2 separate regions of the Zea mays genome follow, and region 2 is linked to region 1. The links are chromatin contacts, called in public Hi-C maps. All regions are on one chromosome and are shown on one strand. The core of a region is the stretch at or near the end of the contact, and the rest is flanking DNA. Distances in the headings are between cores, read along the strand shown.

Region 1 (6,091 bases), core at 131-2,630:
CGCTAGGGTTTGTTTTTTCAGGCTCGACTGCTCGCGGCGCAAGGCAGGCAAATCTCGCGCAGCGGCCGGTGGATGAGAGGTGGCAAACAACATCTCGTCTTGACCGGGCTCATTTCGTATATGGACGCAAACACGATGAGTTGCAGCCGCAAGAGCAGACCGGCCCAGACTTGATCCTGTTGGATGGGCCGAGCCGACCAGATACAGGATCTCAAACATAAACATGTATGGATGCTTGACCCACGGGGCATTCGGTTTTTTAGGTCTATTCGGTTCGGTCTATTCGGTTTTCAAAAAATTCGGGTTTTAGATATCAAGAACCGAAATCTTAATTTTATTTATAGGAACCGAACCCGAATAGACCATAAAAATCGGTTCGGTCTATTCGGTTCTTCACGAACCCGAACAGAACACAGATGTCAGACAATGGCAGCGAGTCGTGGGCACCACCGAGGAGCAGGACGTTGAGTCGCCGAAGTCGGAGTTGGAGCAGAAGTGCGTCGAGTCGCCGAAGTCGGAGTTGGATCAGAAGTGCAGAACGCCGAGGTGCGGTGGTCGGTATGGAGTGGATCAACGCCGGTGGACCGGTCCAGTATGGAGTGGATGGCTGGCGCCTGGGCGCCTGGCGCTGCAGCGCGTCTCAGAGGCGGCGGAGCGACGATGGATCGACTGCGTGGCAGAGCGACGGTGGATCGACGGCGCGGTGGGCCGGCGGCGGACTAGCGTGCGCCGTGCGGCTAGGGACTAGGGTTGCAGACTTGCGGTTGGGCCTTGCGGGTGCATGCGCCGTGCGGTGCGAAGTGCCTGCTGGCTGCCTGAGTGGCTGAGTTGGGCCGTCCGGCCGTTAGCCACTTAGCCCGTTACTTAGTACTTACTACTTACTAGATCGGTTCTTTGAGTCTAATCGGGTTTGACTGGCTGTAAACCGAACCCGCAACCGATACCCGAACAGAACAGATCTATGAACCGAAATCCGAACCCGAAAACCGACCTATTCGGTCTATTAGGGTTCGGGTTCGGTTCAGATTCGGTTTTCGGGTTAAAAATGCCCAGTCCTACGGGAAATGATGGATTTGATTCTTCCAACTTGTCTTCTTCAATATTGTCTTCAACCTAGCTTTTTTAAAAGGTTTAAACACCGATTTATCTATCTATTAGGATCCATTTAGGTCCACTTTGTGCTAAGTTAGCAGAGGCTATTTGATTCAACTTTTAAATGTTAGTGGGTGGGTGGTTGTATAGTTCTCTCAGGATGTAAACAAGCCCCTACGCCCACCAGCAACTTATCTATCCACGTATTTGGTTTCAAACTCCATTATATAAACATTGCAATTTAGTATTGCAAATACGATTTTGTCCCATATTTTCTTCTGCCTTTGATTCTGACAAAAATAAGGTGATATAGCTGCCACTCCCATGCGGGCCTACCCGAGAACTGCAGGTGGACCAAGCACCACGGGTCCACCTCAAAGCCTCCCGCCCTAACGATTTCGAAATTTGAAACACCCTTTCCTCCAAATCATTCAACCATTCACAAGTCCAAATCAAAGCGTCCTTTCCTCTTGTACCATCTCCACCGGATCCCCAAACCCTAGCTCTGCATCGACTCCCGCTATGTCCTCCCGCCTCAAGGATACCGGCGGCGGTGGCGGCAGGGCCACGGCCGCGGCAACCCGCCCGCTCACCCCGAAGCCCTTCTCTGTCTCGTCATCAGCCCGGCGGACGACCGCCGTCGCCGCCGCCGGGAAGGAGAACACCGCGTCCAAGCCGTCCAAGCCCACCTCCGCCGTGCGGTGGTCCACATCGTCGCTTCCGCGGGCCAGCAGGATCCAAAGCTCGGTGGAGTCCTCGAAGCTCGTCTCCACCCTCAGGGCTCCCGTGCTGCCCGGGAGGCCTTCCGTCGGTAAGGATAACGTGGTGGAGGCAGGCTTGCGGCGGAGCGTCAATGGTGGGATCAGGGCTTCTTCTGTAGAGAAAGGGAGGAGGTCGGTTAGTGTTGTTGGATCCAGGGCCTCCGAGGCTAGGAGAGGGAGTGCTGGCGCTGGTGGTGATGGCACTAGCAGAAGGGAGAGGCTTGATGCGAAGGCCAAGGGGTTGGATGAGATCAGCAGGAGAAGAGATGATCTTGATGCCAAGGGGAAGCAGACTGATGAGATTGGCAGGAAAAGGGAGAGCTTTGATGCAAAGCCCAAGCAGATCGGTGGGAAAAGACAGGGCTTTGGTGTGAATGTGTCCAAGCAATGTGATGAGATCAAGGGGAAAACTGACGCATTCGTGAGTAATATGAAGAAGCAAAGCGAAGATGTTGGTGGGCGAAGAGTGGGCTCTGATTCGAAGGCAAAGGCAGGTGAAGAAATCAATATGAGGAAAGAGGGGCTCAATAAATTGGTGAAGGAGATGCATACCCAAAAGGCTGATCCAGGAGAAGTTTCTTCCAAATCCGTGGAATGTTGTGCCACCCAGAAGGATGATGAGATAGGCAACACTTCTGTCATCCCTGTTTTCACTGTTCATGTGGTGGATTCAATGGATGCCCCTGATCCAATAAGGAAACAGCAAAAGAATAATGAAGAGGGTAGGAAGCCGGAAGAAAAGGGAAAATTGTCAGACAGGATAAGAGTTTTTGAGAAAGTGGCTGCAGGTGGGGAGGGAGCGTCAGCAAAACCTGTGTCTGCTGTGAACAGGTACCCAAGCAAACTTCATGAGAAACTAGCTGTGTTGGAAGGGAGGGTTCAGAAGATTGCTACCGATATCAAGAAAACCAAAGAAATGCTTGATGAGAACAACCCGGACGAGCCAAAGCAGATCTTGTCAAATATCCAGAAGGAAATCACTGCCATTGAGAAGGCAATTTCTCATGTCAAAGATGATAATAAGATACAGCTGGGTACTGCAGAGAACAGTGAATGTGAGAACTCTCACCCTGAAACAGCTGAAAAATGTACCATTGCAAAGCCAGGTGACCTGAAGCAAGCTGGAAAAGGCTTGAATGCTGATGAGCTGGAGGCAAGGTTCCTTCCACACCACAAATTATTGAGGGGCCACATATCTTCAACTTCTACTCAACAGGAGTCATCTGTTGGTATGAGGAAAGATTGTAATGGAAAAACAAGATCTGCAGCATCTAACCCTGACGATGATGAAAACAGTATAGCCATGGAGTTTCTGGCTTCTTTAGATGGTGAAGAAAATGATTTCTTCAAGGAGCGAAAAGCTAATAAATTGGAAAAGAATAAGACATGTGAAGTAGCAGATGCTACCAGCAAGACATCAAGTCAAGGTAGCTCAAAGAATCCAGTTGTTCCCAATCATAAGGAGGAAACTGAATTGCTTGCTACGGAGGAGCTAGAAGAATTTGATGATCGGGAAAACAAGTCCTCCATGATGTTACAGGAAGAAACTGATGAGTCATGCAATAGTCAATTATCAGGTATAGGAAACAAGTCTTCAACCGGTGGATGGTTTGTTTCAGAGGGAGAAGCTGTTCTTCTTGCTCATGGAGATGGCACATGCTCCTATTATGACATTGCAAACCACGAGGTATCTGGTTGTTTGCTTGCTACATTTGCTCTGTTTTGTTTTTAATTGACATTTAATCAGATACCTTGAGTGATCACTGCTTTCAACTGAACTTATGCAGTTCAAATCTGAGTACAAGCCTCCCAGCATGGTATCAAATAACATGTGGGGCGATTGCTGGTTGATTCGTGCCCCAGGCGTTGATGGATGTTCTGGTAGATATGTTGTTGCTGCGTCAGCTGGCAATGCACTGGATCCTGGGTTTTGCAGCTGGGATTACTATACCAGAGAAGTAAAATCATTTCATGTCGAGGAGGAAGCTTCTCAAGCCTTTGCTCCAACATCAAGGGCTATTCTTGGTGCTCTCTCTAATGTAGGTTCATCAAGATCTAGCTCTGCACTGTCAAATGCAGAAAGACAGCAATGGTGGTATAGACCGTGCGGACCTCTCCTGCTTTCCACTGCTAGCAAGCAAAAGATGGTCACAGCTTATGATATACGTGACGGCGATGTTGTAATGAAATGGGAAGTTAGCAATCCAGTAATGGGAATGGAGTACTCCAGCCCGTTACAGTGGCGTAGCAAGGGAAAGGTAGTAATCGCTGGGAGTGAGTCAATAGGGTTGTGGGATGTGAATTCACTTAACCCACAACCCTTGTTGTCTGTTGCTTCTGGTAAGAAATTGTACTGCCTTCATGTCAATAACACTGATGCTGAGGTCGGCGGCGGAGTGCGTCAAAGGTAAATCATCAATAGACCTTTACATCAAATGTACCCAGTATTAGGTAGGTGTATTAAACACCTGCTTGTGGTTTTGTTTTGCAGGGTTAGTTCATCCGAGGTGGAAGGAAACGATGGTGTTTTCAGCACACAGGAAAGCGTAAATGTATTTGATTTCCGTGTACCCGCTGGCATCGGGCTTAAAATAGCGAGACATGGCGGCACAGCGAACTCAATCTTCTCACGCGGAGACTCGGTATTTATAGGTAGCACAGAAGGAAGGCTGCAAATAAAAGGAGGGTCGAGGTCACGAGTCCAGCATTACTCGCTGAGAAAGGGGAAACTTGTCGCCACCTATGAGCTACCAGAATTCAGCGCTCATATCCATCACTCCGCGATAACCCAGGTATGGGGCGACTCAAACCTTGTGTTGGCAGCATGTGGTATGGGGCTGTTTGCCTTCGACACATTCAAGGAAGACACGCAGCCAACAACAACCTACAGCTTCGACCGAGGAAACACCGTTGGAGTGAGAGAAGCGATTGGCCCTGACGATTTGTACTGCCCTACATTTGATTACTCGTCGTCAAGGGTTCTGCTCGTCTCAAGAGATCGCCCGGCACATTGGAGGTACTTGTAGGCTGTATAGCTAGCTATGTAACGTTTTTTTTTTGTGTGTGTGTCTGTGTGTGCAACGTGTGTCATGTAATATATGTACTTCGTTTATGCTTCACATGTGATGCCATCTGCCGTGTCAAGCATCTTGCTTTCACTGTAGTACTTGCTAGCAGATGTTATCTAGTTCTTACCCCTGGAATGATAAATTAGTTAACGACCATATGTTTCGTTCCATGCAATTTTTTTCAGTCACCAATTCCCAGATACATTTTCACAACTTAAACGATCGACAAAATTAAGATCTTGTTAGTCGATTGACATGCAACAATTCTCAATCGACCACTAGCTAGTTAAATGCACATCATCTCTCCTGACCAGAACGCCTCATGTTATACCCTGGCGCACCCGCCTGAGCTTATTCCATCCTAAAATCTGCAGCGTCTCGGTCTTGTGCAGTTACGCTCTCCGATTCGTTTTATTACCACTTAAACACCAGTTCTTGCAGGGGACAGTGTATCCATTCCTGGAATTCTTCCCCCTAAATTCCTGCTGTTCAACATGGAGCTCCGTCTTCATCAGTCAGTTTCAAGCTCACGGAACGGTAATGGGACAGTCTTCACTGCTCTGAACTTTCCAGCGTTGTTCAAGTGCTCATTCTCCAGCCTGCAGTACAACCAATATATGCATCAGATTCAATGGGAAGCTAAACATCTACAGATTGGAGCTAATGGTCTCCCACCCACCCATCCGATTACCTGTAGAAGTTCCAGTGCCCTCGTCGGATGATTTCCAGCGAAGCGAGCGAGAAATCCAGCAGGCGAGACTCCACCATACCGAGACGGAGTTTCATCACGCTCTCGGCCCAGGCTAGGCGCAGCACGAGGTTGAGCATCTGCGTTGCGTTGTGGTGCAAAGGCGTTAGCGCTACTGAACTTTCAGTTTAGTAGTAAGTAGCATCGTGGGGGAAAGAAGAAGAAAAAAAATACCATGGAAGCATAGTAGATCGACTTGTTCTTGAGGATGAGCTGATCCCGGAGCCAAAAGTTCTTGGATTTTGGGTTCAGGAAGCCCCAGTCCATGACGAAATCCCAGTAGAGCTGGTAGATGGTGGCGCCGGTAGATGATGCAATGACCATCCACATCCAGAACGGCGTAGGCGTCGCGGCGTACTTGAACCTAACCGCAGCTGCCACCATCGCTGATACGTACTTGCCGGCGTTAGCAAGCTGGTTCA
Region 2 (5,619 bases), core at 334-2,833, 280 kb after region 1:
TTGGGTTATTAGTTTCGGATTAAAGTCATCCGAGCGAACCAAACTGGCGCATGTATGCACGGTAAAGCGTCCTAGATTCTAGCTCGCGGGAGTAGCAACAATCAAACAAGCGATTGGCAGCAGGAACAATGCATAGCTGACGGATTAAAACATGTAGTAGCGAAGTAGCGAACGTAAATTAGCATATCTCACCAAATTAACCGCCCATAGAGTAATACGGTGGGCAACAAGTCCGGCGGCCGCAATTAATGCCAACCCAAATAATCGCACGAACATATCAGGAATAACTTCTCCAATTTTTTCCATACGGCGGCGGCATCAGCATGCAGATGACAAATTCCAATTCCCATGGAACCGGAACGCGTTCACAGCCTGATTCGTCTAGCCCTGCTGCATCGTGGCGCCGTCGCCGTGGCGCTCCATGACCCGGCGCATGGCCAGCGCCGCCGCCTCGCTGGCCCGTAGCGTACCGCTGGCCATGATGGCCGCGAACTCCTTCATCACCTCCTCCTGCACCTTCCCCCTGGCGCTCCCGAGCGGGTCAGCCGCAGGAGTAGGGGCTTCCTTCTTCGCAGGCGCAGGAGTAGGAGCTTCCTTCGAAGCCTTCTCCGCCGGCGCCGGCGCTTTTCGCTCGGAAGCGGGAGCCTCGGTAGGCGCGGAGACGGAGGCGGGCGTGGGCACGAACTGCGTGGTCTGCGGAGCGACGTTGCTCCTGAGCGTGGACTCGAGGTTCTGGATCATGGGCATGATGAGCGGGCCCATGGGGCTGGACATGACCTCGGCGGGGAGGTTGAGGATGTAGTCGGGCACGCCGGCGCCAGTGCCGACGAGGAACTGCGCCACCTCGTGGCTGAAGTTGTTGCAGTTGTGGGTGAGCAGGCGGTAGGTCTCGGCCGTGTACCGGGGCGCGATGTCGCGGAGGTAGTCCTCGAACACCTCCCGCGGGATGTGCGTGACGCCCAGCTCCACCACCCGCAGCGGCCGCCCGTACGGCGTCGTCCCCGCGGGGGACGACTGGATCCCGCCGCCGAAGTAGTACTCGTTCCCGTACACCACCACTCCCGTGTGCCTGCCAGGTCCGATTTGGTTTTGGTTAGGCGATGGCTGGCGCGAGGTGGTTCAGATCCGGGAGGAGGGGAGGGTCTCAGGCTCAGGATCACTCACCAGATGGCCTCAATGGGCTTGCCGAGGAAGGAGGTGGACAGCTGCCGCGCGAGGCCGTTGCTGAGGTCGTACACGTTCAGCGTCACCTTGTACCCCTCCTGCCGTGCCGCCCCGCCATTAACGAACGCAGCGTCAGATCTCTATATCCTTCCATGGATCGTCGAGCAATTGAAAGCTTGTGTGGGGGTGGGGGCTTACCTCCGCCATTAGCCGATTCTCCGTGCAGAGGGATTGGATGGAGGTCGCGAAATCGCAGGGAGGACGAGGGGAAAAATGCCTTGGAGAGAATGGGCGGTCAATAAACGCAGCTAGAACTCCGAAACGCGTGGATCTGGGCGGAGACGAGGCGAGACGACAGACGAGGGGGTTGGGCTTGGTTCGATAAATAAAGCGACACGGTTGTTAGGTTAGGTCAATGGCGGAAGCTTCTGGAGCCGTCTGGTCCAAATTAGAACGCGCGGGTAGGGGACGGGAAGGGAAGGGGAGGGAGGAAAGGGGGTCCGTTTCGCTTTCGCTGTTTGGGTATCCACTTTCCAGGAAGCTCGCGAGGCCGAGGAGTTTGGGAGGGCCTGCGCCCTGCGGGTTGCTGGTGGCCGTCTGATAGGAATCGGGTGGCCAGAATAGCGACGGGCAGGGGCGGGGCAGGTTGCTTGGAGCCATTGGCAATTTTGCCATTATCATTTGTGGGCTTCGCCATTATGCCATCGGACCCACAAATCATAGACACAGATGGTCCCACCAGTCATAGACACGGGATGACATAATAACAAGCAGCCAAATTTGAGAGTGGCAAAACAGCAAATTTCTCGGTTGCTTTCGCGTTGGATTGGATTCCAAGCGTGTGTGGCGAGAGAGCGGGGATCTTCTGGAACGGAGAGGCCTCCCAGTCCCAGCCGTGCGCACGGCTGGACTTGGACTTGTGCTCGTGTTTCCTCCGAACCAGTCCTGGTGTTTGGTTTCGAGAACAAAACTCCAAACACTCTAACTCTGGTGGTAAACTTTATATAATTTTGGAAGCTGTAATATAATTTTTACTCCTCTGATATTAAAAAAGAGTAAAATATATTTTTGGTCATTAAACTTGTTGCCCTATGTCACCCTATTCCATAAACTTTTAAAATGTGTTAACCCGGTCCTTAATCGTTGTTCACGTATCAGTTAGATCTAAATGTGTCTTGGTTGATATATAGACCCCACATGTCAGCCTGTGTATTCTCTTTTCCTGGTTCTCTCACCAGATATGCAGAAAAAAGAGAGAAAAGAGATACACAAACTGACATGTGGGTCCATATGTCAATTACGACTCGTTTGGATCTGACCCGAACATCGATTAAGGACTAAGCTGACACACTTTAAAAGTTTGTGGACTGGAGTAACACATGGCGACAAGTTTAAAGACCGGAAAATTATTTTACTCCTAAAAATAACTTAAACATGGAGTTTGAAATATTTATCCACATTACCACTGGATAGACTCCGGTGCAGAGCTGTTCGCCTGTTCCATCTAACTCCAACCAGCTCCGCTCCATGCAAAACGTAGAGTTTACCTCAACTCCACCAATTTAGTGAAGTAGCAAAACATATGCTTCATGAGTTCATATTTCCACTGTTCTTGTGGAGTTGATGTAAAAAACCCAACATAATACTACTCAATACTCATTACACAACATATTAGTTTGTTTTGTTTAAATTTCTTTTGACTGTTTCCCTGCGCAAGACCAACACAAGCACGCAGAGGTACTCGTCGAACAGGTTGCGACAAATGCCACACTGGCGTAGTCTCCGGGTTGGCGAAGGTGAGATCAAGGTTGTACGTCGTGGAGGCGTCCAAGTCAGGGGAGTCATCAAGGTCGTCCATGGACTCAAGCGAGAGGTGGCAGAGCCGCAGAGCAAGAAGAAGAGGCCCTTACCCCTTGGGTCGATAGGGACAACACGGAGTGGAAGAGGTGGTTGTTCGAGACGGAGAGATGCTTGTTTTTAATACTTTTAAAGTTAAAGTTACCCTATAAGTCAAACAAGTAGAAAATTTAATGAACTCTATGTTGGAGCTACTCCACAACAGAGTTGGTGGAGCATAGATAAAATAGTGGAGTAGAGCTGTCCTAAACACCCTTTTAGCATAGAGTTGCTTTGAAGTGGAGCAGAGTTATACAAAATTCCGAAGCAGAGCTTCTCCACCTAAAGTTTTAGTAGAGTTGTTCTGAAGTGGAGCAGAGCTATGCCACACATGTCACGTATCCACAAGCACCACGATACCCGAGAACTTTGATATCAAAGTGGGGCTTCTCATACACCTGTTTTTTGTCACATAAATTGGGCACTAAAATAAATGTGTCAAAAACATCGACAACAAATGGGGTTTCTCAGTCCTAGTCATATTATGGTAATGCCGATAAACTCATATCCGAGGAAAATACTGTCACCATCCTCATTGCTTGGTAGATCGGCTCTGGGCATGGTCGGACAATTCGCGCACGATCACGGACCGTCCGACATCTTATACCGGACAGTCCAGAGTCGCACTGAGCCTGCCACAAGTCTCGCAGGCAAATCCCTGCACGACCGCCTCCAACTAATCGTCCGACACCTTACGTCGGACAGTCCGGAGTCGCACCGAACCTACCACAAGTCTCGCAGGCAAATCCCTGCACGACCAGACAATCCGGACTTCAGATACAATACCAGACTGTCCGGTCCCTCTACGGACCGTCCGATCACCAAGATCGGACTGTCCGGGTGTGCATACGCAGACCAGGGTACTGCGTGTTATACACAATCTTCATGCTCCACCCCACCTGCAGCACACCATAGTCGCAACATGCCATCACTCGCGCATGAGGCCGAATGTCTTTCATCCCCTGCAAAGCCAAAAAAATATAGGTCGTTGAGCTTGTTTGGCCTACTAAGGCCAAATCTGCTGCTCGCTCTCCCCTGCATTTGGGACAAAAAGGAAAAGTTAAGTTCACATTTAATGTTGCTAAGTGTGATAAAATATTTGATGAGATACTTAAGAATGGCAACATTAAATTGTTGCACACAAATCCTCCGATAGAGGAATTGAAAACGTGTGTATATTATAAATGGCATGGTTCCTTTCTTCATAACATCAATGATTGTAATATCTTCCATCGACAAATACAATCGGCTGTAGATGAAGGTCGATTGAGATTTCAAAAAAATGAAGATTGATAGGCAATATGTCCATGTCGACACATTAAGACTGGTAGATAAGAAAGTCTTGGTTCGACCATGTTCGGCTGATAGAGCCAAAGGAAAAAATATTATCATTGGTGACCCTCGCGCGCCAAATCTATCACGTGGAGTGGTTACTCGGAAGGCTTTGGATGGAAGAAAGGCTAATAAGATCGGAGGCGTCGGGGGACATGGTAAACTAGTTAAAAGTTTTGGAAGTGAAGGTCATGATAAACAAAAGGGTAAAAGGCCGAAGTTTACTTTTGAGCAACTTATGGCTAAATATCACAAGCAAATCAAGGCAAAGGATGTTGATTAAACTGACAATGCTAAGTCATCTAGAGCACCTTTGAAGACATCAAAATCACCTCTGAAGCATAAATCTTGATATCAGGATTGGCGAGGAGATGAGTTTCATGCATCAGCAACATATCCTCCTTTTGGGACACCAATACCAATGCAATACAGTTCAGCTCCTTTGTGCTTTCGTCCTTATCCATCCTGCGACTGGTATTGATTCCAATGCTTATTCTTATTCATATTTTAGACCACGTAACATAGAATATTCAGCTCATTTCAATTCTGATTTTGAGAAACGATCATATGACAAAGATTGTTTTATTTCTAAGAATCGGTCTAGAGCTCAAAATAAGAATAGACTAGTCAAGCAAGTTTATGTAGTGAAGAGGGCTATTAGGAAAATAAAAAAAATTAGATCTGAATTCATGCGTTATAGAGCCAGGTGAAGTATTGGATACTTCGGCTAGTAGTGCCCAAACGATAGAACTGATAGTCCTGGTAGTAAATCTAAATTTAAAAAGCCTAATATGCCTAAGGCTAAGGAAGACATATCGTCGTTCAACACTAATTCACAACCGAGAAGCCCACAATGATTATCAAATTGGCACAATAAGAGGCTAGAAAAACTCGGTGCACAAGAGCTGAAGAAGAGAGGCATGACATGGGCTCATAATGGGAGTTCTCAAGATCCATATAAGAATGATGCTTTTGGAAGAAGTGGAGTAAAGGCAAACAAAAGGAAGAAAGCAAGTACAAGACATTTGGGTGACAAGTTTGCCACAGATCATCAAAGGTATTGGTCATTGCATCGTCCATATTTTTGAGTTGTGTCATATATGTCGTCCCAAGGTATGTTCGGTTATCCTTCATGGTATCATTTTGCTTCATATACGTCTTTATATTATGGAGGAGCGCAACCGAATTATTATGCATATGGATAGTTGCGATATGTTGCTGCTTACA

Evidence for each region. A called contact is a pair of places that touch in the nucleus more often than the background predicts.
Region 2: a contact with region 1 is called in a Hi-C map of tassel, with 1.7 times the contacts expected there. The contact joins the promoter of LOC100283457 here to the promoter of LOC103628908 in region 1. A contact is called at or near these places in 2 of 25 Hi-C or Micro-C datasets (ear and tassel).

Annotation. Positions count from the first base shown.
Region 1 is chr5:223,472,120-223,478,210 of Zm-B73-REFERENCE-NAM-5.0, forward strand. It overlaps LOC103628908 (KIN14B-interacting protein At4g14310), which reads left to right and starts at 1,381. Exons shown (of 3, transcript XM_020538737.3): 1 at 1,381-3,540; 2 at 3,641-4,260; 3 at 4,345-5,089. The coding sequence starts at 1,615. The coding sequence ends at 4,879. It overlaps LOC103627883 (phosphate transporter PHO1-2), which reads right to left. Exons shown (of 15, transcript XM_008648190.2): 13 at 5,844-6,091; 14 at 5,613-5,749; 15 at 5,064-5,520. The coding sequence ends at 5,433.
Region 2 is chr5:223,749,476-223,755,094 of Zm-B73-REFERENCE-NAM-5.0, forward strand. LOC100283457 reads right to left here and starts at 1,584. Exons shown (of 3, transcript NM_001156358.2): 1 at 1,363-1,584; 2 at 1,165-1,262; 3 at 118-1,069. The coding sequence starts at 1,371. The coding sequence ends at 382.